2 separate regions of the Zea mays genome follow, and region 2 is linked to region 1. A link is a contact called in public Hi-C data. All regions are on one chromosome and are shown on one strand. The core of a region is the stretch at or near the end of the contact, and the rest is flanking DNA. Distances in the headings are between cores, read along the strand shown.

Region 1 (2,743 bases), core at 3-2,502:
TATTAAAATACACACGTGCTCGTTTCGTCGGCGAAAGATCCAACATAGTCGTGGGTAAGGTGGGTCATGTCATGTGCGGACATAAAACTGATGAACAGCCTTGATTACGGCGAATGTTAATTGGTTGTCAACTTATATATGATGGTAGTAGTAATTGTAATTGTGTATGTCAATATTCCAAACAAGCCCTTTTGAGTTTAATAAGTATCCAACGGACATCAGCCTGTGCCGGTCCACCGTGCCGCACGCCCACACCACGCCCTGGCACGGGCCCACAGTGGCACACGACGCACAAGCAAAACAGCAACGGGGCCATATGTGTCCGAGGCCAAGAGAATTTGACCCAGTCCGAGTACGGGCCAAGCCAGCCAACGCCGAATCAACCACCCAATGACGAACGAAACCAGAGGTATCGTCGGCTCAAAGCCGCACCACCGCATGGCAAACGAACACGACAAGCCGTCGCGTCAAGAACAGCAGCTTCGCTCGGTCGCCCCGGCCCCCTCCCCTCCATGCCGGCTGCCGGGATTTTATCAATTCCACATCCATCTCCTCCGCCGCCTCGTGCCTTCGTCCACCTCCCTCTATTGCCCACCCGCCCCCGGGAACCGCAGCGTCCAATGGAAAAGGTTCTCCTGCCTCCCATCGCATCCGACCAAACGCACGCATGGTGCAAAATTGACCGAATGATTATGGGAGCGAAACTGGATAACGTTGGATGAAGAGCAGTATCGAGATTCTATACGCATGCTGGATAGTGTAATTTTGCACTATCCAATCCAGCGACTAATAAAAAGTGTGATCGGTTATACTGTGGTTCAACTACATATAATGCAAAGTAATTGCTTCACGCTGTGAATGGATTACGGGCCAAAACGGTCTAACCAAACAACATCTAAATACTACCTTAGTTCTTGAATATTTACCACCCATAGTTTATTTCGAACTAAACGGTGACAAATAAAAAAGAACAGAGCAAGTACCACATGAAAACTGTAATCAATATGAGATGTGACGGTAGATATGTACCCTACTATCTCACTAAAGTCTAGTTTGTATACTCTATTATTAACATCAATCTACATATTTTGAGGTGGATTAGAATGTAACTTAAACTAATATACACCTCAAAACACTTGAATTGAGTTAAATACTAGAGTATCAAGTAAAGACTAAAACAAGACACAATCCTAGAGCCAACGGGGTATATAATCGAAAGTAAGGGAGGCAGGTGCATCTGCCTAGTCGCTATTTTGCTTGGCTCCGCACCCGCGCCCGGCTCGTCGTCAATCCACCCATCCATCTACTGCGCCGAAGGAACGCCCCGCCGCTCCGGCGGCGTACGCGGGGAGAGGAGAGGAGATGAGACGAAGTGCGACGGGGTGGGCATGAGGTGCAAGAAGCACCCGTACCAGGTCGGCGGCGGTGGCGTCTGTGCCACGTGCCTCCGCGACCGCCTGATCGCGCTGGAGGCCGCGCAGAACGGCGACGCGTCGTCGTCGCCGCCGCCGCCCGCCGCGGCGCCCGCGTTCCCGAGGTCGGTGTCCCCGTACGTGTCCCGCAGGAAGTCGGACACGTCGGGCGGGGGCGGCGCGCTCAGGCACCACCCGAGCCTGCTCTTCTTCCGGACGCCGCAGGTAGGGCCCGCCTACGGCGGCGGCGCGTTGGAGGAAGGCGACATAGGCTACGAGTACAAGAGGCGGCGCGCCGGCAAGTTCTCCGTGCTCGCCACGCTCTTCGGCCACCACCACGGTCACAGATCGGAAGAGACGCACCAGGAAGGCGCCACGGAGCGGAAGAAACATTCTTGGTTCGCCGCGATCATGCCGCGCCGCCGCAAGAAGCAGGCGGCGCCGGCCTCGATCACCTCGCCACGGTCAGCCCCGCCGAGGCGCTCCTGCCGCGTGGTCAGCAACCGGGGGCTGTCGCCGGAGCGGGACAGCCACGGCAGCGGCGACGAGAGCAGCTCGCCCGCCGCGGATCCCCCGTGGCGGCCGTCCCCGTCCCCCATGCGGAGGACCCGCTGCCGGCGCCGCCAGACGAACAGCATGCCGTCGGGTTTCGCCGTCTGCCTCAGCCCGCTCGTGCGGCCCAGCCCGGGGCGCCGCCGCCACGTCCAGCCGCCGGACCCGGGCTCCTTCTCCTCCGAGTTCCGGCCGTCGCCGCTCCACAGTCTCTCGTCTGCTGCCTCCGTTACGCGCTGTCGCTCCAGGAAGCTCGCCGACGTCGGCCGCTTCCGGTGATGATTGCTTCCACCTTCACCATTTTCGTCCTTCCATTCCATGCACCAAATCCAGATTAGTCCACGTTTTAAAATTTCTTTTTGTTTTTTTTTTTTTTTGGATTTATTACATTTTGTCTATCCGTGAAGAAGAAGAGTATGCAAGACTGGCACACACACCCCAAACCAAGTCCAAAACACCCCCGTTGACATATATACTACTGCGTAGTTTAGTACTGCTTGTCGGCCCAACATTTTGTGGCGATGTAACGAGCTGCTTGTACTGCTTCCAAGTAACTACATATTCATGTTTGTACAGCTACTTGTGTAATTTCGATTTCATCTTCTGCAAAGTTTGAACTACTCTGACCCATGCATATTGGATTTACTAATAAGAAAGATTAGACTTGAATGATTCTGTGCCTGTGGTAGTACAGGTTCTAGGTACAGAATTAAATGCTGGAATTTGAGGGGTGGAGGAGAGAGAAAGCATTCACACAGAGATTGGTAGAAGAAGTTTCT
Region 2 (2,700 bases), core at 65-2,564, 170 kb before region 1:
CCTACTTTATCAATATTCAGTATTATATCTTTGTATTGCTATTTGTAATTTTAAGTCTCCAAATAAAGTGTCGACGTTTATACTAAGGAGACGTGATACAAAGAAAAGGATAGATCCTAAACATTCTTACACTCTTTATATTATCGTTGTAGTAACTAAAACTGCAGTTAAGAACCTATAATCAATTTTTATTTGAATATAAAAGATTTTAAATAGTATTTTTTATTCTAAAGTATAATACTTTTTTCTTTCTATAAATATTTTTATAGTGCATATATAAGTGCAAAGAAAATCCATGAATAAAAAAAATCAAAATATCTTATAATTTAGGAACGAAGAAAGGGTATGAGGGTAAAATATCGCTTTAGAACAACAAATAATCTGAAATAAGTTACGCAATGCTATATTTCAACTTATTTGTAGTACTAAAGTGATATTTTACTCTCCTACTCTTTCACCATAATGCAACTTATATAATCTAGAAGGGAAACAAACACACCCATAGATACTACATGAGAACTTATGATTTATACTCCCTCTGTAAAAGTTTGCTCATTTTTTCTGAGGGTATAGTTTGTTTTAATCTAAGAGACACATTAGATCTTGTCGTGTATTCCACCACATGCATGCAACACGCCTATATTATGACCTATATGCCACAGTGCAGATAAAGTGGTGACGGTTGTGCACACATATCACACGCCTGACAACGCTGCTATATATGTGGGGCCTATGTACATATTCCCTGCCATCATATCTGACTTGCCGACAAAAACATTTGGGCACATTCATCGGTACGCCACCACGAGAAAAAGAGCTCGCAGGAATGACAAGGAACACACTGTCATGCGCTAGCCGCGCTGAGCTAAAGGGGCTTGCGCAGAGGAACGGTAGGTCAGGATCTCTTGAACTGTGCGAATGTCTACCGGAGCAGGACCGCCAGCAACGGGAGGGAGAAAAGCTTCAACGCGAAAGCTGCACATGTCGAGTCGAGCCAATGCAAAAGACGCCCGCCGGCCGGTGCATCGATCGATGGAGCGAGGCAGCGAGCGGCAAGTTGATCTGCATGTAACTTCGCAGACAGCCACTCGCTCCCGTCTCGTGCGCGCGCCCACTGTTGTGGATCGCTGCAGGCCTGCAGCGTGTCTGTACGTCCGCCCGCGCGCGGCATCCGATTATTCCATCCGTGATAAGACGACCGGAACCTGAAATAGTTGGCCCAACGCCTTCGTGTCCCGGTCTCTCGGGGGCATGCACAGACGGCAGCGCCCGCCCGGCCCGGCGGCTTAGGCTAACTACAGCGGTGGACGCTGCCCCTCCCCCTCCCCTTGCATACAGCGCGTAGAGGGACACCCTATGGCCGCAGCGGTGCCCCTACAGCGTCTCCTACGTGTCGGTCCCCTTCTCTCTCACTCTAGATCTAGCGTGTCACTGTTTATCACCTTAAACAATGTGCTGTGGGTCCACGAGTAATTGTTAGTAGATAAAAAATTGATAGTTGGTATAGAAAATGATATTTTATAGTGGTAGTGGGGTATATGGGAGTATTTAGGGGAACCGCTGCGAGAGATGAAAAAATAGGGGAGGAAAGTGGTTGCGGATAGCCTAACCGGTCCTCACTCACAGCCGCGCCCGAGCGCACGGCGCGGGTCGCCAGCAGTTGCCCAGCCCAGCTAACCAGCAGCTGTTTGCATGCAGCGTGCACGCTGATTGACTGCTCGCCCGCGCGCGTCCCGTCCGCGAATTTGCGGCCGAGTGGTGGGGACTGGGGATGGTCTCTTGGCATGACCGGTCGAGTCGAGACGTCGATCGGGTGGTCGACTCGACCCCGATGTCGTGGTCGGAACGGTCGCCGTCGATGGGGCCGCCCCGCCCGGCTGCAGCCTGCAGGGCCGCGCGCGCGCGCGCGGAAGTGGAGCCTGACGGGGCGGATGGCGGGCACGCGTGCCAAACGATAAGCCAACCACAGGGCGCGCGCGTACGTCCTGATATTCCCCTCCACTTATACGCGCGCGTAGCACCGGTGAAAAAGAGGGGGGGTTGGGCAAAAACGCCCCTGTCCGGCCGCAAGCTCCGGCAGCCGGCAGGGGGAAATCGCGGGGGGGATTCGGGTGCCGACGTGGGCCGCCGGCGTTCGCCACGGCGCTCCTGTGCATGGCGTCTCGGCGTGCAGAGATGGACTGGACGACGACGGGATTGGGGATGCGTCTGTTGCTTTTCGCCTAACAGCAGGACAGGACACCGTCGCTGAAAAGGCACAAATGTTTGGCTCAGTTGGTGTTTCATCATCATCGCCAATATGCACCGGCGCGCTTGCATGTGTGAGAAGGCAGTACTAGGGTACGTCTGCATTGGATGATCTGCAGATTTGGTTCCAAAATGCGTTAAAGGTGGTAATAAAGGATGACACTGAGAGAGTGTTCGTGTTCGCCCAGTAATCTCATTTGCTTGATGTACACTCACGCTGTCCTTTAGGCTTCCCAATAGTCACGCTGTCTGTTTTTTTGCCAACGTGCTACAATCGTATGTCCGGATGAGAAGTCCAGAATGTGCAGTTCGTCAGAGGTGTGTCCCTTAAAAGCAAATGTCGTTTCCCACCATTGGGCAGTGGCAAAAGCGTCGTCCTCCTTGCTCTTTTCTGTTGCAGGGTCACTAGTGATGTCTGCACTGCAGTTACTTTCGTGAAATCGACACATGTAT

The links. A called contact is a pair of places that touch in the nucleus more often than the background predicts.
Region 2: a contact with region 1 is called in a Hi-C map of endosperm, with 2.3 times the contacts expected there. The contact joins the enhancer-like site here to the promoter of LOC100284810 in region 1. A contact is called at or near these places in 2 of 25 Hi-C or Micro-C datasets (endosperm and leaf).

What each region holds. Positions count from the first base shown.
Region 1 is chr5:205,959,286-205,962,028 of Zm-B73-REFERENCE-NAM-5.0, reverse strand. It overlaps LOC100284810, which reads left to right and starts at 1,252. Exons shown (of 1, transcript NM_001157705.2): 1 at 1,252-2,569. The coding sequence starts at 1,389. The coding sequence ends at 2,243.
Region 2 is chr5:206,129,970-206,132,669 of Zm-B73-REFERENCE-NAM-5.0, reverse strand. No RefSeq gene overlaps it. Among protein-coding and RNA genes, the nearest start is that of LOC109939591, 5.5 kb to the right of the region's middle. Within about 2 kb of position 1,314, at least 18 of the 20 cell types and tissues checked have an H3K27ac peak or open chromatin away from gene starts, as enhancers often do. A contact at or near this core is called in endosperm and leaf, where this site is marked.